5 separate regions of the Mus musculus genome follow, and all the other regions are linked to region 1. Evidence: chromatin contacts called from public HiCAR-type and HiChIP or PLAC-seq data. All regions are on one chromosome and are shown on one strand. The core of a region is the stretch at or near the end of the contact, and the rest is flanking DNA. Distances in the headings are between cores, read along the strand shown. Region 1 holds the start of Kif15 (kinesin family member 15). Region 2 holds the start of Snrk (SNF related kinase). Region 3 holds the start of A730085K08Rik (RIKEN cDNA A730085K08 gene). Region 4 overlaps Limd1 (LIM domains containing 1). Region 5 holds the start of Limd1 (LIM domains containing 1).

What was found. HiCAR-type assays count read pairs that join an accessible place to other places. HiChIP or PLAC-seq counts read pairs in DNA pulled down with a chosen protein or histone mark.
Region 2: a HiCAR-type map of astrocytes shows a contact between it and region 1, with 2.4 times the contacts expected there. The contact joins the promoter of Snrk here to the promoter of Kif15 in region 1. A contact is called at or near these places in 1 of 39 promoter capture datasets (pre-B cells) and 2 of 115 datasets of contacts at active chromatin or transcription factors (astrocytes and pancreatic cancer cells).
Region 3: an H3K27ac HiChIP or PLAC-seq map of extraembryonic endoderm stem cells shows a contact between it and region 1, with 4 times the contacts expected there. The contact joins the promoter of A730085K08Rik here to the promoter of Kif15 in region 1. A contact is called at or near these places in 2 of 39 promoter capture datasets (the 3T3-L1 cell line and hippocampal neurons) and 1 of 115 datasets of contacts at active chromatin or transcription factors (extraembryonic endoderm stem cells).
Region 4: a contact with region 1 is called in an H3K27ac HiChIP or PLAC-seq map of epiblast stem cells, with 4 times the contacts expected there. The contact joins the enhancer-like site here to the promoter of Kif15 in region 1. A contact is called at or near these places in 3 of 39 promoter capture datasets (hematopoietic stem and progenitor cells, liver and pre-B cells), 1 of 484 Hi-C or Micro-C datasets (CD4 T cells) and 2 of 115 datasets of contacts at active chromatin or transcription factors (effector CD8 T cells and epiblast stem cells).
Region 5: a HiCAR-type map of astrocytes shows a contact between it and region 1, with 2.4 times the contacts expected there. The contact joins the promoter of Limd1 here to the promoter of Kif15 in region 1. A contact is called at or near these places in 2 of 39 promoter capture datasets (cranial neural crest and liver), 1 of 484 Hi-C or Micro-C datasets (CD4 T cells) and 2 of 115 datasets of contacts at active chromatin or transcription factors (the 230-238 cell line and astrocytes).

Annotation. Positions count from the first base shown.
Region 1 is chr9:122,948,652-122,953,569 of GRCm38.p6, reverse strand. Kif15 (kinesin family member 15) reads right to left here and starts at 2,489. Exons shown (of 35, transcript NM_010620.1): 1 at 2,418-2,489. The coding sequence starts at 2,436. It overlaps 1110059G10Rik (RIKEN cDNA 1110059G10 gene), which reads left to right and starts at 2,570. Exons shown (of 3, transcript NM_025419.4): 1 at 2,570-2,765; 2 at 4,501-4,645. The coding sequence starts at 2,658.
Region 2 is chr9:122,114,264-122,119,181 of GRCm38.p6, reverse strand. Snrk (SNF related kinase) reads right to left here and starts at 1,916. Exons shown (of 8, transcript NM_001357775.1): 1 at 1,775-1,916.
Region 3 is chr9:122,396,731-122,401,648 of GRCm38.p6, reverse strand. It overlaps A730085K08Rik (RIKEN cDNA A730085K08 gene), which reads left to right and starts at 2,848. Exons shown (of 3, transcript NR_045967.1): 1 at 2,848-2,995.
Region 4 is chr9:123,501,638-123,506,555 of GRCm38.p6, reverse strand. The region is part of intron 2 of Limd1 (LIM domains containing 1); the gene reads right to left. Among named protein-coding and RNA genes, the nearest start is that of Limd1, 25 kb to the right of the region's middle. Within about 2 kb of position 2,050, at least 56 of the 459 cell types and tissues checked have an H3K27ac peak or open chromatin away from gene starts, as enhancers often do. A contact at or near this core is called in epiblast stem cells, where this site is marked.
Region 5 is chr9:123,476,134-123,481,051 of GRCm38.p6, reverse strand. Limd1 (LIM domains containing 1) reads right to left here and starts at 2,351. Exons shown (of 8, transcript NM_013860.2): 1 at 431-2,351. The coding sequence starts at 1,814.

The DNA.
Region 1 (4,918 bases), core at 1,240-3,739:
AGAGTCACGAAAGAAAACGTTTAACCCTCCACCCCAACAGTGAAGAGTTTCAGGGAAGAGGCCTCTGGTGCATGGCTTGAAACTGACCACCTCAGAGGCAGAGGAAGGAGGATCTCAGAGTTAGAGGTCAGTCTGGTTTATAAACCAAGTACCAGGATGTCGGAAACTATGCAGAGATTTTGTCTTAAAAAACAAACAAACAAGCAAACAAACTTCAGAGAAGTAGGCAGCTCTGGTATAATTCCTGAAACCTGAAAAGATGTATTGAGAAATGCTAGGACTTGAACACAGGCATTCTGGAATTCTTATTTCCTACCATCAGCCACCTCACTATACTATCTGTTGACCCAAGGTTAAAGTATAAAGTCTTATTATGAGGCTATCATAAAGTTGTGGCTTTACAAGGAAATCCTCTGTATACATTCACTGTACATCTTTTTCAACTTTGAGGTCATTTTTGTGTCTGCCTAGAAACATGTTAAACACTATTCATAGGTGTTTTACTCATGATAATTCAACTTAGAAACCCAAGTTCAAAAAAAAAAAAGAGTGAACTAAAGGGCAATCAAAAGGAGAACAAGTTGTAACATGCTTACCTAGTACAACACTAAACAGCAGTGATAGCTGCTGCTGCCTATCATGTGCCCACAGGCACAAAGTGTCAGGACAGTTACTACAACAAGAAAAAGAATATATGTACCATGCTCATGAGCTTCAAGAATAGGTAAAACTAATCGGTGAGGGTAGAAATCAGAAGACTGGCTGAGGCCGAAGGAGTTACTGACTGACTACAAGGCTATCGCTGTCCTAGCACTTGGGAGGTGAAATCCTGAGGATCAGAAGCTCCAGGCCCTGTCTGGCTTCACAGAAACCTTAAGACGAGCCTAGATTTTAAAAAGAATTTAAGCTCTATCATGTACTAGTTTGTACGCTTAAATTCTCTTACTGCTGAAGAGGTAGAGGAGACAGGCTACTTTAAATAGAGGAAAAGATCACACAGAGCTGTTCAAATATCAGTGTAATAGACTTAAAGGGTTACTAAAACAATTCATCAGGAAACAATAACAATTGACAAAGAGCTACAAACATGAACACTATTGTAAATTTCAAATGTATAATTTCACAATTTTCTCAAGTATCTCATTTTATTCTCAAATCTTATAATCAGCCGAAAAACAAAGGAAAAAAAAAAAAACCACACATGCCAGCACCCATATTCAGAAGCTCACAACCACTCATAATGCTAGCTCTAGAGTATCCAACCACTCCACGGCCATCTTCACCCACACAAGCAACCTACACACAAACTACACTCGCAGCTGTGCACACATATACACATGCATGTGCACTCACATACACACCAATAATTAAAAATAATTTAAGAAAGATAATAGGCAATATAAGAGGTGGCACTCATATACGTTGGAAGTGGGGGATTAAATCAATCTCTTTGTGATGAAAACAGATTAATATATATATTAGTCTACTCATAATCTGCACTTCTTTTTTCTATGTTTTTTTCCTCAGCCATCAATCACAATCTAAAACAACTAAATAGAAAATTCAGAATGAAACAATTTCTAAGCCTTTTTTTTTTTTTTTTTTTAAACAAGGTCTCAATATAAAGCCTCATGCTACACAACTCTTTTTAGCCAGGTACTATAAACACTACTCTCCTAACAGTCTCAGCCATTTGTTATTAGATCAAGTGGCTATATCACAATGCTTGTGTTCAAGTGACTTTTGGATACTAACTCTGTCATACTGTCTACAGAATTTCTCTCAGCAAGTAGACACCGTAGAATCTCATAGGATAAAAGACCGGTATAATAAGACACTATGTCAAAGACTACTTTCAAATAACTATTACTGTCTATTACTATAATTGAGGCAAAGACTACTTTCAAATAACTATTACTGTCTATTACTATAATTGAGGTATTTTAGTATTAGCTAATCTTAGTACACTTAGTTTACAGAGCACATTATCTATAGGGTTCTGTACTAAGATACAGTTCTGGTTTCAGGAACTCATGAAGTCTTGCATGAAGAATGGGAACTGTTGTAAAGGGACCGTTGCAATTCGCTTTAAAGTTCCCTCCTCTGAGGGTAGGCCACCGAAGGGAACACAAATCCCTTCCCTTCAAAAAAGGCAGAAATAGGTAATCAAGCATCAAGTGCAGCGCAAGGGCCGCCCTCAGGACACCAGAAGCCAGCAAGGAAACAGCAGGGTCCCATGCACAGAGAAGAGCGCTCGGGTGTAGGGTGGCCGAGGCGGGACGCCCGCGCTCCGTGAGGAACTCGGGTTCCCACTGCGTGTGCCGTCGTCGCCCTCGCGGGGCGCCCTAAGAGGTGACGCCCCGTAGCACCGGCATCTGCCAGCGGCGATGAGTTCACCAGGCAGGCTCGCAACTTACATTTGCAGCCGGGGGCCATGGCGACCCCGTCCGAGATTCGCTTACGCCAGGACCACCAGAATCCTCCCTTCAAGATGGCCGCAGATTTGAATTTGGCGCCCCAACGGACCACGCCTCCTGGGCGTGGTCGGATGGCGTCACTAACACGGTCTACGTCAGAAGTCCGCGCGGGCGACAGACACTTTGTACCCTGCCAAGTCTGCCGAGTGCTATTTATTGTTGGTCAGAACCAGAACTACCATGAGCAAGCGGAACCAAGTGTCCTATGTGCGGCCCGCAGAGCCCGCCTTCCTGTCCCGCTTCAAAGAGAGAGTCGGCTACAAGGAGGGGCCCACCGTAGAGACCAAGGTGAGGCCGCGGGAGTCGCCCCGAGTCAGACCCTCTATCTCCACCCCACTTCCGGCTCCTCGGTGCCGACGTAACTGACAGGTCCCTCACTCGCGACCAGCCGGACCCCAGGTCTGGCCTCTCGGGTCCAGGAATTCTTACTTGCAGGGTGCTATTCTTGAAAACGACCTAGCCCTAGTAGCTAGTCTAGACAGCTTTTCTGTCCTTTCTTACTTGCGGATCTCACTTTACCTGAGCAAGGTGATTGACAGCGTCGTCCCCTTTTTCAGATAAGGAGACCGAAGCCACTTGATTAAACGACTCGAATCAGGAGTCTTTGAAGGAATCAGCCAGGACTAGTAGAACCCCTGCTGTTTACCAAGCTGTGTGTCTCAAGATAGGGAAATGAAACAGTACTTCTCAAAGGGGGTTGTCTAATGAAGGTAACATTGAAAACACAATGCGTTCTTGCTGCCGAGAAGCTATGCACAGGTCAAACAAGAGGACATGCAGTTGTGTTCAAAAGCGCATCTAGGGATTCTTTAGTTTTGAGGGCTAGCTATGTAAGAGATGGCCTGGAGCATCCTAGACACAGTTTGAGAAAAAAAGACAGACATAATGGACAGTTGAGTACTCAAACTTAGTTGTCTAGACTCTTAGAAGCTGTGAAAGTTACATGGGATAAAATATAGTAGTGGGCAAAGGCCAAGTCATGCAGGGTATTCCCCATAAGATGACTGCCCAAAATTAAATATTAGACAGTTGCTTGAAAAATGAGATAATTCTGTATTTATCTCAAAGTATGCAAAACCTTTCTTAGTTAAAAAGTAGAAATGTTTTGACTTAGCTGACAAAATATAATTGTTACATTTGTACAGTGAGTACTAGGTTTCTGTTTGATAAATTTCAAAAGTTAAACAATTATGTACAGTATTGTTTATGTACAAAACCTTTTATATAACTATTTGTGTGTCCTTGAATAGCAGCTAATAGTATCTGCTGGGCAGTGGTGGCACATGTCTTTGAATCCTAGAACTCAGAATGAAGAAGCAGGCAGATCTCTGACTTCCAGACCAGCCTGATCTACAAATGGAGTTGCAGGGCAATGAAGGCTAAACAGAGGAAACCCTGTCTTGAAAAACAAACAAAGATATCTACAAAACTGAAGCTGTTAGTATATCAAATGAGCAGAGGTAGGGGAAAATATAATTTTCCTGTTATTTTCTGTACTTTTGTGGCTTGGATGGTAAAGTCAGGTTGTTGGTGTTTTGTTGGTTTTTGTTGTTGTTGTTTTATCAAATCCAGACAAGACAGGGATGAAAAATATTGATTAGAAAAGAGGAAGCAAGATGATGTGGCACTGCCTTCAATAGTCTAGATAGAAATTAATCCCACTGGAGAAGTTTCCCAGTTTCTGTTTTCTGGTATAGTAAAAATAAACTCTTTGGAGTTTATTTTTAATTAAAATTTTATCTTCTATTCATTTCAAGGATCATTATCCATTTTGCTTTTGTTCTAGTTTTGCTTGTTTGTTTGTTTTGTTATCAAGACAGGGTTTCTCTTTGTAGTCTTGGCTGGCCTGGAAATCACTGTGTAGACCAGGCTGGCCTCAAACTCACAGAGATCGGTCTGCCTCTGCCTCCTGAGTGCTAGGATTAAAGGTATACACAACCACTGCCCAGCCCACTTCACTTTAAAAATTACAGTTGCTCACAATGGCAGTGTTTGGTTAAAGATTATCAAACATTTTCTGTAGAAAATCCAGCCTCAGCTCCCAGATGAAGATGGCAATCACAGTGACAAAGAAGATGAACAGCCTCAAGTAGTGGTTTTAAAAAAGGGAGACCTAACAGCTGAAGAGGTCATGAAAATTAAAGCAGAAATAAAGGCTGCCAAAACAGGTATATCCTAAAATAATCTGATTTTTTTAATTGAATAGAATGGTTTGAAGAAAGCCTTTGGTTCAAGCATTAGCTTTTGTACCAGATGTGTAACCTTGAGCAAGTGATTTCACTCTGTGCCTCAAGTATCACTTCAGTGAAATAGAAAATAAGTAGACTGACCTTAGTGTACTGTATAAAGTATCCTATTGCTAAAATAGGCCAACCAGTCAATAGATATCTGTGTAATTAGTGCCTGAAGTATACTGTGTTATGTATAGTACTTGGTTTTTG
Region 2 (4,918 bases), core at 667-3,166, 830 kb after region 1:
CAGTTCTTGGATGTTTTAAACCAGTAGCTCTCAACTGTGAGCTGCGACCTCTTTGCTTTCAAACGACCCTTTCGTGGGGGTCACCTTAGACCATCAGAAAACACAGATATTTACATTGTGATTCATAACAGCACCAAAATTATAGTTATGAAGTAGCAATGAAAATAATTTTATGGTTAGGAGTCACCACAACATGAGGAAATGTACTGGTCCAAGCACTAGGAAGGTTGAGAATCATTGTTTAATCAAATGTGTCATACTGCAATTATTCATTAAAATTTACTCAGAATACTATAAAATTTACTCAGAAGAGCATAAAAGGATAAAAGAAAATTTCTGCATAAAGTAAAATAACTAGCTGTGCAAAAATTTAAAAGTCAAAAAGTGGCACTTAAGAGTTTCTGATCAGAAAGCTTTGAGGACAGGAATATTAAGTCAGTGCTATGCCCTCGATTTTTTTTTAACCCAGCTTCATTATGTGACCTTGGGAATGTCATATAATTTCTTTCATCCCTAGGTCTGTAAAATGGGTCAATTTTACACTGACAGCCAGAAAAATTGCTATGTATTTGATGTTCTCTGAAAGAAACTTGTCTAATTAGTATGTTTAATTAACACACATACAGAATTGTCTTCAAGAACCCAATTCCAAGAGAAATATTTAACCAGACGCTGAAGACAGATTTCTCTGAAGGGAATGGTTTTATAAATCTGGAAAACACTGTAACAAGATTAGAAATTAACAAGTTGATTACATAATCCTTGACAACCTGGGCTTCAGACTGCACCGATACGAACTGTGATAAGTTAGGGATCAATTTGGGACAGTGTCCCAATCCCTACAAAGAATCCAAACTGAGCCTTTTGACCCTGGACAGGAATCTGTTGGAAACTCAGCAGAAAGAGCTGTACACCTGTAGGTCCATCGCTTACTTCACCTTAAACCTGACAAAACACTTCAAGCATCCAGGTGGTTTCACCAAGGCTCCTAAGACTTGGAGAATACGCTCATTTAAACGGAAGGGAAAGTAAGAAACCTGACAGCCCAGAGGCCCTACAGCCTCTGACTTCTACAGTCTTAGGAACCCCGGAGAGAAATTCCCCAATGCATACACGACCCGAACTCACAGCGAAGCTCCTAGGTTGTAGCTGACCCCACTGTTTAAGAACATCACAGCTGGAGGAAGCCTAAGCTTAAAGGGCTGCCACTCTCCTGGCTCCCGAGTCCAAGCAAAAGGCAACAAGGTGTTTGTTTTTATTGCAAATGGTTCGGAAAGAAATCAACAGGCGATGTCTACGGAAAAGAACAGCGTCTCCTAACGCGAAAAAATCCGAGCAGTCCCCGGGGAGCCGCACCGCTGCCCCTTCCGCAGCCGAGCGCCCTTCTCCGTAGACAACCGCGTCCCCGAGCTATCGTGAGGCGGCGGCCGCCCGGCTCTGCAGCGGGACTCGCGGCCCACGGGGAAACTGAGGCCCGTGGATCTCGCGTCGCCCGGGGCCCGCTGCGGGCGCGGCGCGGGGCCGCGTCGACTCCCGCGCTGCCGCAATCCCGCGGCGGCCGCAAGGGCAGGGCCGGGCCGGGCTGCGCGAAGCCCGCAGGCCGGGCGAGCTCGGGGCCGGGGTGGTGCCGCGGGCCGCGTCCTCTGCGCAGGGCACCCCGGGCCGAGCGCGCAACTTACTTTCCGCCTGCGGCGGCGCCAGCCCAGCCCCGCTAAGGCGGCCGCTGAGGAGAAGCGCAGACCCGGCCCACGCTCCCGCGCCGCGCTCGCCCTACCTCAGCCGGCAGGCGGGCATCCGTCCGCAGCGGCCGCGGCGTCGACAACTCCCTCCCGGCCGCCGGAACCCCGCACCCAGGGCTAATCATAATACCGAGCGGGCGGCCGGGGGTGCGGCCGCGCTGCGCAGGCGCGGGCCTTGCGTCATCGTGACGAAAGCGATGGGGTGGGGTCTTGTGTGAGGGCGGGGCCTTGGGTCGGGCGGGGCGGGGTTAACCCGGCGCACCTGCAGGCCAGCTCAGGGTCTACTGGAGGGCGTCCTGGCCCTGGCCTGAGCACATCCTACTCTGGAAAGAATAGAGATTATGCAGAAGGAAGCGCCAGGACGATGGACAGCGGCAGCAGGCATAGCAGCTAGAGCTATAGCTTTCAGGGGATATTGGAAGAGATCTTGGGGCTGAGGGCAAGGAGCACATGCGCTTTATCCATCAATGTTCACCCTATCTCCCATCTAGCTTGAAGCAATGAGAGACAACAAAATTAATATACATATGCACGTGCATATATATATATATATATATATATATATATATATATGTGTGTGTGTGTGTGTGTGTGTGTGTGTGTGTATCATATATACACAAGCATGCATACACATATGCACATATATATATATATACATACACATTTCTTTACTTTTTCTTCTCTCTGGGAATACATTTGAAGAATTCTGTTGCTTTTGTTACCACTAAAGCAGAAAGAAGCAAAGCCCAACACCTGAATGCAGGCTTGCCTCTAGAGTCAAAAGTCACTGGCCAGGCCAGGCAGCCTCTGAGAAACAACGTGGAGAAGTACACAGCAGGCACTAACTTGGCTGTTCATGGTTCTGTTCCAAGATGACTCAGAAAGGGATGTTAGTGGTGGCAGGACAAGAGGGAGGGAACTCCCAGCTCTATCTCCTGGAAGGATAATGAGCCATGGAGACTAGTCCTCTGGGGCTCCTGAAAAGAAGCCAGGTGCCAGGTTTCTCTCCCCTACTTTTCCTTCTGTGTTCCTGCATCCACAGAAGAAGAAAAAACACACACACACAAGCAGAATGAGCTTCTTACATGTCCAAGCCTGACTCAACTGACTGGACAAAAAAATCTAAATGGCTTTTGCCATCTCTGTTGGTCAGAAAATGGCAAGTCTTCTTCCTTCCTCCCTTCATTTATTTATTTGTTTATTTATTTATTTATTTATTTATACTACAACATCCACTTCGCATGCCTGAAGATGGCTGGGAAGCAGAATGACTGGGAAGGTGGTCTCGATCTTCTGCTGAAATGTGTGCTTAGACCTTCAATTATCCTAATGCTTTAGCCCTGGGTGGCAAAGTGCACATAGGAAAACCCCAGCATTGGCCTCTGCTCACGCAGGCCCCACCTGACTTAGGATCATGAAAGGACAGTGTCATTTGACGTGGAAATGTTTTCTTTTTCTTTCTTCATGTCTCTCTTTCTTATTTTTTTACATGTGTGTGTGTGTGTGTGTGTGTGTGTGTGTGTGTATGTTCAACATCCATGTAGAAGTCAACCTGTAGAAGAGAAAGCTCTGTCTCTTTGTCTGACACCACATGGGTCCTAGGGATGGAACTCGAATTAGCAATCGAGGCAGCAGGCACCCCCACCTGCTGAGCCATCTTAGAAGCTCTGCCAGGGAGATTCTAATTTAGACACACATTGAGCAACCGCTCCTAACTAGGTCTTGCACAATCTGCTCTTTTGCTGAAAGACCTTTGCCCTCTGGGAACTGTCACTAGTCAGGGACACTGTGGCCAATGAAGGAATAAAAGCATCACTTATAATGGTCTCCCAAGGGAAGTCCAGTAGCCAAGTTTGTACCCCGAAAGAACATTCATAACATAGGACAGTGGCTACAGCACATGAGCCCTTGAAATGGGGTTTATGTTGCTATTGTGTAACTCAGACTCTGACCAAATCAATACATTGAAGTGAGTCAAATTTATAAATTGATTTCAATGAAATATGCTTTGGTTATCTTCCTGAGATGAACAGGCAGTGCTATCAGCCATTTTCTTATCTATAGGGTTTCCCTCAAGGCTGGGGTGATGCTGGGAAGAAGATGACCCAATTTTAGCCCCACACCTTCAATGTGTTAGTTAACATGATATGATTATGCTTGAGCAATATTTTAAAATATTTAAACACAAATTAAGGTATTATTACTCTACTTGGCTTTTAATCAAATTTGCTTAGTTTAATGAAGAAACCCCCTTCTCAGATCTTCCCCAAGGCTTTCTTTAATACACACTGGTTTCTTAACATTGGGTCTTTTTATGGACCTGCAAGAAGTCTTAATTAGATACATGCTACAAAATGACAGGATGGAGCTTGCAGCCTTGTGTTACAGTCTCTGATTCAGATCTCAAAAGCAACAAAGTAGCAACTATTTAAAGAAGAAGTCCTTTATTGGATGAAAATCAGGAAGAGGCAACAAATTAGATCAAGATGTGAGAGCCAAGCAGATTAGTGAAGAATCATCATTTGCTTCTTGACCCTAGAAAGCAGTGTGTTTAACAAGCTCACCTTATCCAGGCATTATTATTTTTTTCATCAGTTACAAAAAAAAAAAAAAGTTAAAAAAAGACATTTTTAAAGCAACAGATAGTGATTATCCACTAAAGTGAATATTTGAGTTATGATTGATTTTTCTTTTATATTTTCAACTCTTCATTTGTACATTAACACACTTCTAAATTTTCTACTGCACGTAAAAATTCTGGGTTCCTTCCAGTTCACAGAAATACTTCTTCACTGGCATGGCCTTAAGAGTTCCTCAAAGGCTGCCTTCTTTACAGTCTGGCATCAGTTAATCCCACTTCTCTTATCACAGATATGAATTGATGCTGTGACCATGTGTGTGTGCATGCATGAATGTGTGCATGTGTGTATATGTGCATATGTGCATGTGTGTGCACATGCATGTATCATGTATGTGTATGTGTGTGTGTGTGTACACTCATGCACACTCATGTGTGTGCACATGTGTGGGTGAGTACCTGAGTATGTTGTGGATTAGTTTGGTGCTCCTATCTATTTAAATGCCAAATACTTCATTCCAAGACCTGGTTGCTCCAAGACAGTGCTTTTAACTGCAGAGCACTGTCTTAACCCCAAAGTGTCTCTAGCCCCAAAGTTTGT
Region 3 (4,918 bases), core at 1,599-4,098, 550 kb after region 1:
ACAAACATATATACATATACCACTACTACAAAAATCCCCCCACCACCACCACATCACACAACACACATACACTCATACCACACACATATACAACCCTCAAACCTCACACATAGACCACATTAACACCACACACACACACACACACACACACACACACCAGATTGCTCAGGATGTCAGGCAGGACTGCCCTGGACTCTGCTCAGGTGCCAGCAGCTGAGTCACAGGTGGAGTGATGTGTTCCGACTTGGCTCACCTTTCCCCCGGAGCTGCCAGTAAGGAACTAAGCTCAGGAGCTTCAATGGTTTGTGGAGATACAAGGCCAGTTGCCCATGGTGTCTCCTCATGAGAGTCTTCGAGGGGATCTAGGCAGAAGGGGCTGGTCAGGGCAGATAGCAGCACAATCGAGGCAGTCCTCCAGGCTTATGGGGCAAGAGTTGCTCAGGAAGCCAGTCAGCTCATCTTCCTCTCCCTCTGCCCATCCGCTCTGCAGGCCAGCCTGACTCTGCTGTCTCCTCATCCTGGCCACCGCATCCTTGGCTAGTCTTGACTGACTGGCATATTCTTGTTCAGTGGGTGAGGTGGCTGCATTAGAAGTGGCTGGGACACGTCAGAAAACCTGTGGATTCTGTTCCTCCACTTTTGCTGCCAGGCACTGCGTCCTTCTCTTCACCTGAAAGCTTTTAAAAACCGCTCCCATTTTTCAAGACCTAAAAGGGCCAATATGGCTGACATGCCAACTCAGCACACCAGTGAGAAGCACCCAGGCTACAGCACACCCTTCTCCTCAGCCATTTCTCTGAATCCACAGTTTCTTGTGATGTCTGTGTCTCCTCAGCTTCAGTCAAGCAAGCTGTTACCATCTCCCACTGAGGCCTCAGTTCTCAGCAACACCTTAACCACAGGGAAATGCATGTGGAGGGGACAAATCCAGACCAATTTCTGCTTGGGAGAGGCAGAGCAGATAAAGCTAGACTTGAGCAATGTCGTCCAGAGGGAGTGTAGCAATCTCACACAATTGCAGTGCTGGCTCCAAAGGGAGAGTTTTTGTGAATATCCAACAGTGGGACAGGCCCAGAGGAACCCATGAATGTCATTAGGGATCCAGGGCTTGGGAGCAAAGATAGCTCACAGGTGGGCAGACCTGTGTACCCGTTATCCTCACCTTGTCGGGATGCTTGCTAAAATAGTGGTACATGCTAAAAGTATTTTGATTTTTGAATCAGGTTCTGCTTAAATGGTGGTAATGGTACCTGGCTCACACACTGCTACAAACTTAAGTAATGAATGCCTGTCCAGCCCTTAGCATGATGTGTGGCACATAGCTGTGGGTTTTCATGAGTTAAGCGGGCTCTGAAGGAAAACAAGGAGAAAGCTTTCAAACATAGTTGCTTGTTAACATGGGGTATCACTGTGAAGCTCTGGCTGGCTTTGGACTCAGTTATCCAACCAGCGTCTGCCTCTTGGATGCTGGAATTAAAGACGCATACCACCTCACCCAGCTCAAAAGTATTTTCTTTCTTTTTTCTTTTTTTTTTTTTGAAAGATTTATTTACTTATTTTTATGTAAATGAGTACACTGTCACTGTCTTCAGACATACCAGAAGAGGGCATCGGATCTCATCACAGATGGTTGTGAGCCACCATGTGGTTGCTAGCAATTGAACTCAGGACCTCTGAGGGCTCTTAACCACCGAACTGTCTCTCCAGACCCTCAAAAATCTTTTGAGCAGGGTTCACATCTTCAAAGTAAGCAATTGGTCTCTCAGCATAGAGCATCCAAAAAGAGGCAGAAGAGTCACAGGAGCACGCAGAGAGGATCCGCCTTGCCTTGGAGGGGTTTCTGTCTCTCTAAAGCCAGAAAACAATGTCACCACCCACCTAGCCCAGCATGGCTGAGCATGGCTGCCAAGATTTCAGCTCTAACAGGGTAAGGAGGGCACTCCATGGGACAGGAGGGAGGAAGAGACTCACACTCAGTGCCTGAATTCCAGGACTGACTAGAGTCCAGGAGTCAAGCAGTCTCAGAATCTCTGTTGACTGGCATAGCCAAGTGACTTTACCCACCAAGCCATCTTTCTGGCCCTGCTGAAATACTTTTATGCAAATAATAATGATCTCCAGGATTGCTTCTGGTTCCCAGACCCAGAGTATCACTTAGTTGTCAGCAGCAGGGCCTGTGTTCAAATTCAAGGTCAATTATTTTCAGTATCAATGTCCTCCAGAGGTACACAGCCCCTCCATTCCAACAGTACCAGCTCAAGGACAGACAGGAGACCTGGCCTGGACTGTTCCCCTTTCTGCCCCTAGCCCCAACCTACCAGTCTCTCCCACTCCTGCTAGGGGCTCAGAGCTCAGGCCCAAGCACAGTCTGGCTCTGACATCTGCTGACTGACCACCAGGAGTTTCAGGAACCTTTCTAAAGCCCAACAGACACCACCGTGGCCCCAGGAAGTCCAGGCAGGTAATATGGCAGAGAAGGTCCTTTGAATTGTAGAAGCTACTGGGAAGGTTTTCTTAAGCCTGGTGATTTTCTTCTTCTTCGTCTTCTTTTCAAACCCCTCTGAGAAGGGAGGAAGTTCATTGATCATACTAAAGCTGTGTGAGTTCCCTTGTTCTCTTTTCTGCAGCCAGATGAAAGTGTGCATCTTTGATGTGTGCGAATTAACACCTTCTTTGGCTCCTCCCTCCCACTGCCACAGCACTTTCAGTGAGAACTGCCTGGAGGCAGGCGCAGGCCAGAGCAGGGAGGAGAGCGAGCAAGCAGAGAGCGGGAGGAGAGCTCTCTTCCTCTTATACTATTTTCGGGAACTCATCCCAGAATAGGTGAAGCAAACTAGCGTCCTAATTAATATGCAGCCTTTTGGAAACAGGAAGCAGCACATTGCTCTGTGATCCCCTGCAAGGCTGAACCCCAGAACCAGGCCCAGACCGCTCTTCTCCAACCTGCAACCTCCCCAGCCTGGCTTCATAACAACCCTACATACAGCTGGAGAAGGTCAGTGGGGGAGGATTTGACTTTTGTCCTGGGTACATGAATGAGAAGGACCAGGGACCCAGGAATGGGGAGGATTGGGGGAGATACTACAACAAACGTGGCTAACAAGGAGAAGGGTTTGGGAAGTTCCTCTGCTGAGCCAATGCTAACCTGGAAGCTGGAGCTTCCCAGAGACAACATGGCTCTGTCAAGAGGGGCCATCTCCAAGGGCTTGCCAAGGGCTCCTTGCAGTGTCAGAGCTGAATTCTGAGCTATTTAGGTCCAAGGTTCTTTATCCAACCCACTCCTACCTGGAGCATCCATCCAGGTTCCTTACTCACCAGAATCTCCTCAGCGTAGTAAAGAGTCTGCGTATTCCAGACCCAGAGAGCTGCTTCTCATTTCTTGGGGATCCTTAGTCCCCAGATGGCATACTCCATGCCCTACCTCCATCCCCTAAGTCGGCTCAGAATTAGGTTTGCCATTAACTTGACATACAAGAGAAAGAGGAGTGGACCAAGAGGGTGACAGTGGCTGATGGACACCCTTCACTGTGTCTCTGGCCATCTGGAAGAGTGAGCAAAGGGAACCCCTTTATCCTCGCTTCTCCAGCCTCAAACCCCACTGTTACTCATGGTCTTCCCAGCATCTATCCTGTTCCGACCCCCAGACCACAGATGGTAAGTGAAGGAACTCAGCCATCCTCCATCTGGGCTGAACTGACACTTCTGGGTGGGCCACCTCCCACCATCTCCCACAGGGCCATTGGCCCCCGGGGGCACACACATGCACACTCACACATGTGGATGCCGGCACCACCTGAATAATTCTTTCTCACATGTTTGCAGATTGTAGTATTTGACCTTTGACACTTGGAATATGAGAGAATTCTGCTCTGGGGAAGCCATAAACCTTGGGCATATTAGACGTTAACAGGATCCCTCGATTTGTGCTGATGGAACTCAGTCTGGCCTGGGTGGTGTGCTCAAGGCATATCTACAGGATTCTCCTGTTTCATCTCTTGAGGCCCCTAAGAGGAGGCAGCGGTGTCAGGGCCATCCTTTCCTCCTCACAGTTAAAGAAACCAAGGCAAGTGGTTTACTCAGAGTCCTTCCTAATATAGTGTGGGTTCCCTCAGGGCTCCTGTTCAGTCCTGTCTTCCCCTGAGCCAGGGTCTTCACACCACAGCTCCAGTCTCCTTAGGGCCTTCTCACATAGAAGGCAGCTTTAACTGTCACAGTAGAAGTTCTGGAGACAGCAGGGAGTGACTGTTTAGGTGGCTGCTCTGCCCCAGACCTGGGGGTAGAAGTGGTCATGAGGAGGAGCAACTCCTGGGAGCTATGAGGTAATGACCATCTCTGAGTCACAAGGGCAGAACCAAGGCTATCTGATTTATCCACCAACACCAACACCACAGGCCTAGCCTCTCTGCGGCCTTATGGTGGACAGGCCAAAAGCTAGTTCTCAATGTGTTTTTTGTTAAAAGATTTAGGGCACTTGCAAGGGAGTCATGAGCCCTAGAAAACACCACAGTGTAAGACCTAAGCTCCACTCAGAGAGCCTAGCACACAGCCTCCTCTGCAGCTCCCTGAATACAGCCAGGAAGGTGGGTTTGGAATAAAGACTCTCCTATTCAAGCAGTTGGTGATGCTGCTGCCTGTGGGAGTGAGCAGCACTTCCTGAAGATCCCCTGACCCTTGTCCGAGGCTGGAAAGATGGCTTAAAAAAAAAAACAAAAACCTGTTGAGAGCACTGGTTGCTCTTACAGAGGACCCAAGTTTGGTTCCCAGAACCCACATGGTGGCTCACAACCACCTGTGCCTCCAGCTTTAGCAGATCTGATGCCCTCTTGTGACCTCTGCAGGCACCATACACACATGTGCAAACACTCATAAAATGAAAATAAATACAACAATTTTAAAAAGAAAAAAATCCATCTCTGTC
Region 4 (4,918 bases), core at 801-3,300, 550 kb before region 1:
TGTTATACAGCCTTTTAAACTACCACATAAATAGTGTTTTAATGGTACCAGAAAATGCTTATGCTATAAAAAGAGTCAGAACACATTAGTGAGTGAAGAAAGCAAGCTGGACATGTGTATTTATGGCACAATTCCACTTTGGTAAGTATCACACACCCTACTGATAAATCACAGGGGCGGGGGGTGGGGGTGGGGAAGAGTGGCCAGCAGTGGTGGAAATGTAACAGGTAAAAGCTACTCTCCACTTTATCTGCTTCTAATATACTTGACAAATGGTGTTAGAAATTTCATTTTTCACTTTGTACATTTTTGTTTTGTTTTTAAAAATTATGTATAACAGAAAAATACTTGTTTAACTTAAAAAAAAACTATGTTATTAATTCTAAAAAAACATAAAATAATGTGAAAAGGAAAAAAGAGTAAGATTTAAATGTCTCAGCCATGTAAATAAGACAGTCGCTGGTGACAGTGCCCACGAGTGGACATTCACAGCACCTGCAGAATAGAGGCAGGCTTGCTTTTTTTCTTCTTTCCTTTAGCTCACCAAATGCTTAACAACTAGGCAATGCTGTGATTCCTTTTTTTAAGACCAAATCTTGCCATGTAGCCCAGGTTGGTCCTGAACTCACTATGTAGCCTTGGATGGCCTTGAGTGTACTGATCTCTTTAAAATCACAAGTTGGCTAGACAACTGTTCTTGCTGCCAGCCCTGTGCTGAGAAGTCTTGTGCCCGGACAGGAAGGGTCAGGGAGGAGCTTAGAGGACATGTCTGGTTTTTCTCTATTCTCAGTTTAAACATTAAGCACCCCACCAAAGACCCAAGAGGGTGGAGATGGTTCTGTGCCAAAAACCTTGAGCTTCAGTCCTCACTTCAAGTTAGAAACTATGTACAGCCTTCAAATTATTTGCTTTATCTTGTCAGAGTAAGAAAACCACCTGCTAACTGTCCTTCACATCCTGGGGCCGTGGTATAGTCTTTCTAATTTTAAAGATTTGTTTTTGTTTTTTTAAAGTTTATGAGTACATACTTGTGTATGTATGTTATATGTAGATGCCCAGGGAGGCCAAAGGATATTAGCTCCCCTAGAGCTGAAAGTGCAGGCACTTGTGAGCTGCCTAACACAGGTGCTAAGACAGGAAGGTCACTGGGTGCTCGGAACCCTGACACATCCTTTCAGCCTGGGCTTTGTGTGTTTTAAGGAAGAATGTTCAATCCTGTTGTACATGTTCACTGCTGAGTCTGTCATGTCACCTGACTTCCAGGAAACTCAGTAGTCATTGCTCCTGAAACTCACCTCCTACTCCAGATTTGAGATTGGGGAAGTGATTCACTAGAGTGAAGCAGAAATAGAGCACCTGTCTATCACTATCACTGAACAGAGCAGTAATACCAGACTTGATCACTCCTGGCATTAACATGAAACCATACTTCAAGAACACACTCAACTTTGGCGGTTTCCTTTACTCCCATAAAAATATACATTCCCCCAGTAATAGTATGGAACCCAGAGCTTTGTACAACAGGCAAGTGCTCTACTGCTGAGCTATAATCCCATCAAAACATGATAAATGAGGAATCCTAGTCTCATCCAGGTAGCAAGTGAACAGCTTCACCTGATTCTGAAGGCGTCTAACCAGCTGCTTCTCTAGGCTACCTACCCCACAGTCCTAATTCTGGTAGGGCATTAACCTATATTCTCCCTTCCTCAGTGGATGCAAATGAAGCTTTCACTAGTTACAGAAGTCTTTACACACTGGGTTCTTTGTTACATACTGTCATAGGTAAGTGTAATCAGAATTCTCTAACAGCACATATTTGGATAAAGCAAGACTGTCTCTAACTCATACCTGGAGGCAAGCTAAAACTGCTACCTGTTTAGAGAAAGGAGGCACGAAGGGAGAAAGCCAGGAAACACCAGCCTGGAGAGCAGGGAAGCAGAGAATGCTTGATTCAGGCTCAGTCACTCCCCAGGGGGCAGGAAAAACAGACACAGACTCACCTAGACCATAGATGCTCATTGGCTAGAGCACAGAGCTACCACTAGGTGGTGCTAAACCAAGGCAAGAGCAGGACAGACTGAGGCAATCAATCCGTCCCAATGAGAGCCCCAAACTGGCACAGGGTGTTTAGGAAGTAGCATAGATTATCTCATTAATCTTGCTATAATGCAACCTTCCACTGTAGGCATTTGAGCCTAACTTACTGCATCTTCACTAAGTCTGCCTTTGCTGATGGGTAAATAAATACTAAAGAAGTCAAACTTAAAGGCTGGAGTTGAAAATATTAGAGTTAAGAATCAAATACAGGTCTTCCTTGGGCAAAGTCAGCAGTCTCTTCACAATACACAATCTCTCCGTTTCTGTTCCGTAAGATTGCTCTCTCAGAGAGTATGGAACACGGTGGAGGAGCAGGTAGCTACTGCCATGTGTGGCTATCAACACATGAATTTAACTAAAGTAACTTTAATGGTTCAAAGTATATTCCAAGTAATGGATGGCCACTGAGACCACAATTTTAGGACATCTATATTGTCACACAAAATGATTCCTAATCTACTTCTTCAAGCAGCCTTTGCCAGGGACATTTTCCTCAGTACTGGGGGTGGACCCAAACTGTCTGGGGTGATTATATAAGGCCTTACCTACTTTCTCCCTTTTAGCCTGTTCCAGAAAGTGCCAAAGGGAACCCCACACGATTGTCACAAGTCAGCACACTCCTTTCTTCTCATTCCAACCCCAGCACCACCAGAAGAGAATGCTCAGCCAAGTTTCTCGACAGTGTGAGCCAGCATTGCCTAGGCTGCTCCTGCTTTCTCATTAGGGAGAACCAACAGCTTTCTAAGAGCATCCTGTTGGGGACATAGCCACCACAGGTGGGTAGGGCATGAGCAAGGAAAAGTAAGACCACAGCACATGTGTCCATGGCAACCAAACACTCAAGGGCTGAGGAATTCATCAAGAAACAAGAGAGCTCGAACAACCCACATAGATGTTCACACTTCCACTCCCTGAACGCAGTTTCTGGGAATAAATGCCAAGGAAACAGCTCAGTGATTTGGGTTTTTTGTTTTGTTTTTTCAGAAAAAAGCAACTGAATAAAGACATTTAATAACTCATAAGCCAGACTGTGCAGTGACTAAGTGGGTTACCATGTGAGCACTGGTGCAATTACAGCTGCTAAGTAAATGAGGAAGCACTGTAAATGTATTCTGGTCCCAACTCTAAAATGTGTACAGATTTGGATAAAAAAGGAGGGGAAACACCAAAATGAAGACAGATGCACTACAAGGCGAAAGCAATAGGCTTCTTCTGTCTTTAGATTGCTCTTTGTGGCTATCGTGTGGTTCTCATATCTAAAATGAGCTAAACACAGCTACTCATCAAGGGGTGGGTGAGTGAGCAGACCATGTGAGAGCCTGTTATAGTGCCCACACCTAGAAAGACAAAGGTCTGCCTTGGTCCTGCTGAGACGCCTTATGTAGCTTCCTAAACACAAAGTAGGTGAGAGTGAGTCTGCTGCCAGCCTCTCATGTCTACAGAGATATGAGGCATCCTGACCAATGCTCAGAAGAGACAACTGTACATGCCGTGGCTCCTGGATTGCTTCTCAGTCTCCTCCAATTGGCACTGTGGTCCTCTGACTCATTCCTTTAATGTTAGGACAAGGATGCAGCAAGGTGGCCCTTTTGACACATTATCTTCAGTTTTCAGTCTGTTTTCTATGCTATAACTGGATAGCACAATCTGAATAATGTATAAAGAAAAAAGGTTACTCAGTTCACAATTCTAAATGTCCCAGGTGGGAAGGCCATATCTAATGAGGGTCCTCTTGCTAAAGGGGACTTTGCAGAGGCCAGAGGTAGCACAAGGCATCTCAGAATGATAGAGATCTATTCTTTTACTAAATGCCTGTGCTTCCCTAAAATTCTCATGCTAAGATGCCAGAGTCCAACGTGTTTGTACTAGGGGGAAGATGTTAAGAGATGGAGCCTTGTGAAGAGGCCAGAGCTGTGAGGTGACACAAAGAAGTCCTGTTCTGAGAGCTTCCAACCCCCTTCTGTGAGGACTGCAGGAAAGCCATCTATGAACCAGGAAGCAGCCCCCTTAAAACACTAAAACACTAAATATGTTGGTGCCTGACCCTGGCTTCCCAGACTCCACTGTGAGCAGCCAATGCAGCTATTTACCAGCCACTTGGTCTGTGATGCCTTGGTACAGCAGCCCCATAGTCATCAGTAGGCTCCTGCCTGCTAACAGCTTTCCTAACTGCCTGAATAATAACTGCCTGAATTTTTTTTTTTCAAAAAAAGTTTCTACTTGTTCCCTGGTAAACAGAGCAATGATTAGGAAACAGTTGTTAGACTTCCCAGGGAAGAGCACACTGACTGGTTACCCTGCAGCAAATGGTCAGTCCGGAAAAAAAAAAAAAAAAAACAAGTAACAGCATACAGGCTGCAGCAGGCTGCGTTAGGAATACACACTCACACACATCTGTAACAGCATTTAATGAAAACAAGAGGCCATTGATTTGAAATAAGGCAAGGAGGGATATATGGAAGTGTTTGGCAGGAGGAAAGAGAAAGGAGAAATAATATAATTATGTAATACTCTCAAAAATTCAAGGAAAATAAAAATTAAAAAAAAAAAAAAAAACAGTTGAAAGAGCCAAAGACCAAAGGTAACTTTTCTTTTGAACATGTTGCTCAGGTTATCCTTGAACTCATTATGTAGCGAAGGATGATCCTGAACTCTTGATCTGTGTGCTGGGATTGTAGGTGTTCACCATCATGCCTGATCCACATGGTACTGGGAATGGTAGCCAGGGCTTGAACGCATGGTAGGCAAGAATTCTACCAACTAAGATGTATCTTTCCTTCCCTCCTTCCTCCTTCCCTCCCTTTTTTTCTCTACCTCACAT
Region 5 (4,918 bases), core at 1,102-3,601, 530 kb before region 1:
AACACAAACTCACAGAATTTCCCTCTTTTTTGTTTTGTTTTGTTTTGTTTGTTGATTTGGTTTGGTTTGGTTTGGTCAAAGCAGGATTTCTCTGTGTAGCCCTGGCTGTTCTGGAACTCTAGCTATAATAGACCAGGCTGGCCTCGAACTCAGAGATCCTCCTGCGTCTGCCTCCCAAGTGTCGGAATTACAGGCGAGCATCACCACCTCCCAGCTTCATTTCCCTTTTTTGAGGGCAGTTATGAGCAATCCCACCCTGCTTCACTCTGCTCACATGGGTAACTCCCATATGCAAAAGGCTGCTTTCTGCCCGCAGCTGCTTTCAAGTTTCTAAAGGAGCAGAAGTAGCTGAAAGAGGAAGGAGAAATAATAGCATCCTGGTGGGGACACCATCGCTCCACCACAGGCAACTCCAAAGCATCTTACTTACCGAAGTAGTCCGCTTTGGGGTGAGCATCCATCTCTCGCTCCAGACGCTGGGTGAGGGCTTCCAACTTCAATTCCGCAGTGGAGGGTCCAAGCTCAGGGCCCGGTGCGAGGGTCTGGCAGGGCAATCTCACCCTGGAGGGGGTGGGACTCCCTGGGAGCACAGGTTCCAGACTACTGTCAGTGGACCAGCTGGGAGAACTCTCTTTACAAGATAACTCAGATGGAGTGGACATTACCGGATGGACGTTACTGGTGGGGCTGGGCTTGGGACTAGTGCCAGACTCCACGCATCCAAACTTAGGATCCAGCCCGGTGGTCATACCTGGCTGGGTACTGTCCTTGCCAGCTGTCGAGGATAATGGAGCAGAAACTGAGAGGTAAGACTTGGGCCCATCCTGCAGCCAAGGCTGAGTGTCCACAAGGGGTTTGAAGACCCTGCCTGAAGCCTCATATCCCAGACCTGAATCTCTTTTCGGACAAGCTCCTTGGCTGGCGCTGCTAGGGACCATCGGTGCTGAAACAGTTGTGCCCTTGGGTTGAGCGGAGGTCCCATTCTCCAAGCCCATGGAAGAAAAACCGAGGTTCACTCGCTGAGAGGAGGCAGTGGACCAAAGGCCTGTTGGCTTCTCGCTGCTATGGCCACCAATGCCACCGTCCTGGCCACTGATGCCACTTTCAAAAGACCTGCCAGAGCACACTGTGGAGAGCTGTGGCTGGTAAGGGTGATGGTCTCCACAGGATTTGGGCAATGTGGAGTCATTCCCTGGGCAACCAGGCCATCCACTTCCTACACCCAGACTCACGCTGGGGCACCCTTCAGGTTTATCACCCCACTGTGGGCTTGCCAAAGAGAAATTGTCATAATAGTCTCCGTGAGTGAGGCAGGAAGGGTCTTCACAGGAGGGACTCAGGCCGTGTAAAGCAGGTCTCTGGGAACTCACAGGCCCCTCCCTGGAACCACAGTTCTGACTGCCAGGCCTTGCACCATGGGCAGATGGCCTGATCCTCTGCTCCTGAGATGGGTACGAGGGCTGCGCGGCCGCAGTGGTAGTAGCTAATCCAGGTGCCACTGTTGGCACAGCCAGAGGAGGCTTAGCGGCCCCATCTGCAGCCAGCTTGCCGCTCGCACCCTGACGGTTCCCACCGTTGACCGGGCTTCTGCCTGCCCTAGGTAGGGCCTCCTCCTGTAGGAGCTGCTGCTGTTGCTGCTGCTGGAGGTGGATTTTGGCCATCTTGGTCGCGAACACCCTTCGAGTTTCCTCAAATTCTGGGTTGTTGCCAGCACCCTTGTCCACCCGGAAGAGCCCATCCTTGGAGGCCTCATACATGTTCAGGTCCTCGATGAACTTACTGGCCTCAAGGCCCAGATCATCGTATTTATCCATGTTGTAGATCAGTGTCCGGGGCCTAGCCCTGGTTCAAGGTGTGAATGTGGTGGGGGAGATTTGGGTGCTGGCCGAGGTTTCAGGTCCAGCCTAAGGCAGATAAAGATTCCCACCTGCCCAGCAAGAAGGTCATGACTCCAAAACTCACAGTCCAGCCAGAGTTGAGGCCTTCAGGCCAGCGGGGCTAAGTTTACTTTCAGACTTCTTTTCCCCCGGGGAGCGTCCACGTGGGGGCAGAGCAGCCTTCAGCCGTGCCCGGCCTGCTTAGAAAAGTTCTCTTCTCCAAGTCACAAAACCCAAAACAGGCGAAAGAAGACAGAGAACGTCCACAGAAAAAAAGTAAACTCACATCCACGTCGAACAATCGAACTTGCAAACACACCGGGCAGCCCCTGGCCTGGGGCCGGTGGCCGGATCCAGCAGAGCTCACTGCAGCCGCGGCGCGCGGCCCATTGTCCGATGGCGGCGGCCGGCGGCGGGACGCGGAAGTGAGCGCGCGGGTCGTCAGTCCCGGGAGCTCGCTGGCCGGCTGCGCCCGCCCCGGGCCGCGCAGGGGCGCGGGCGGAGGCTCGGAGGGCGGGGCGGGGCGGGGCGGGGCGGAGGCTCGGAGGGCGGGGCGGGGCGGGGCGGGGCGGGGCGGAGGCTCGGAGGGCGGGGCGGGAGCGGGGCGGGGCGGGGCGCCCCCTGCAGGCCAGTGATGCGCACGCCGAGTTTTGGCGTCCCTCTCTGGGCACCGGGAGAGAGTTGCAATTCCCGCAGTACTTTTGCCGCGGACTGTTCAGTTTCCCGCCGCTGCTGGAGAGTCAAGGGTGCGCCAGGCTTCCCTCGGGTCCCCTCGAATGAGAGCATCTGTGTTGGACGTCCTAAGTGTGCCCAGAGAGGCTTGTCGTCCTTACTGGGTTTCTTGAACCCCAAGCAGTTCTCACCACTCCAGGTTGCCATGGCTCTAGATAACACACATAGCTCCTATGAGGTGACTGGGGATAGTTTACGTTTCCCACACAGCCGCCAGCGTGATCTAAAACCAATCCCAGGCCTGTCACTCTTGAACTTGAACCCTCAAGGCTTACTCCGGACTTATTTTGAAATCCCGCCTTCACTTCTACAAACAGGCCTGACTGCCCCGCCTACCCTCCCTCTGATTTGGGACCTTCCCTGCCTGAACTCCCGGTGGATGGAACTTCCTAGTGCCTGCCGAGAGCCTGCTGATCAGCTTCTGGTGTCTCTTCTTTCCTTCCCAGCTAAAATCACCTCCCCGTAAAGTTACCCCCACCCACAACCCCTTTGTTTCCTGCTTGGTTTGAACACTATTTAAATCCAGGGATACTGAAGTCACTGACCTGCAGGCTTTCTCCCATCTAGTTTAAATGTTTCCAGGTCTCTGCTCATACTACCTAATAGATGTAAATGTTATGCAAATAGTTCTCAGCAGTTTTGTTTGGTTTTGTTTTGTTGTCTTTCAGGAATCATGACAAGAAAATGAAATCTGTATGTGTTTAACATAAACACCTTTTCTTTTCCTGAGTATCTTGCCCTTGTTCAGATGTGGAGCTCTAGGTATGGAGGGTCAGCTCCAGCTGTTTATTTGTCTGCATGCCCCTTTTTGGTTGACAGCTAATCAGTTATCCACTTCATTACACCTGTATATGCGCAGGGTTTGGTTGAACATATGTGTCTTGGCAAATCTCTCTAAACTGTGACGAGGAACAAACAAGATAATATATATGGAAGTGCTTATATTCTTATATTCTATAAACACAAAAATGGTTCACTGTCCTGTAGACTCTGAAGGTTCAGGATATTTGTTGAAAATGAAGAGTTCCAGGCTCCAGCCCCAAACTACTAACCCCAGATTTGTGTTTTACGGCATCTGTGGGATGGGAAGACGATTTGCACAATAAAATTTGAAGAGTGAGTACTGCTATAAAGCATTATACTAAAACTAGGTTTTAAAGTTATTTTAGTTTCAAATTATGTGTATATATGGTGTGTGTGTGTGTGTGTGTGTGTGTAGGTGAAAGGGGAAGAGAGAGGTGGGGGAGGAGAGAGGACAGATGTTCTTCTAAGCCAGAGAGAGAATCAGAAACCCCAGAGCTGAAGTCGTAGGTGGCTGTGTGGCGCCCTGTGTAAGTACTGGGAACTGAACTCCAATCCTTTGCAAGGACAGTGTGTGCTCTTTACTGCTGAGCCATCTCTCCAGCCCAGGATTAAATATTTTTATTTTAAAAGAATCTCCTATACCCAGAGCTACAACCCAGTGATAGAACACTCGCTGGGCATACATGAGGGCCTGGGTTCCATCCCCCAACAACTACAGTAATAATAACAGCAGCTTATAAAGATGGCATCCAATATACCATTATGCAAGTGATCCTTAGAAGTGCTGGACATGGGCTGGAGAGATGGGTCAGTACTTAAGAGTACTAGCTGTTATTTTAGAGGACCTGGGTTTGATTCCCAGCATCCACACGGTGGCTCGCCACTGCCACAACACCCTCTTCTGGTCTCTCTAGGTACTGAATGCATGTGACATAGACAAACTTGTGAGCCAAACACCCATACACAATGTTTGAATGTTTTACTGACGCTGTTCAATACTGAAGACACCGAAAAAAAATCCTAATTCTGTGCACATTTATTTAATGCCAAAATTATTTAATATAGGCCACTTTTGTCTGTTTCATGAACTTGAAAACATGTGTTGACTAGTATTTCAAAAGATGTGTTCAGGGCTTGTAAGGTGGTCCAGCGGGTAAAGGCACTTGCTGCCAAGCCTGCTGACCTGAGTTTGATTTCCAGAAACTATATAGTAGCTTCAACTCCTCCAACATACACACATTAAATGAAGGGATGAATTAATGGATGAATGGATGAGTGGATATTTTTTAAAATGTATTCATTATTGCCTATCAGTTGTTTAAAAGGCAAAATATTTCTAGATCTGGTGGTGTAATCCTAGTTACTTAAGAGGAGAGTCATAAGTCTGAGGCCTTTCTGGACTGAAAAGTAAGTTCAAGGCTAACATAGACAACTTAGTGAAACACTGTCTCAAAAAGAAAAAAAAATAAAAAGAGAGATCTGAGAGCTGGAGATTTGTCTCAGTG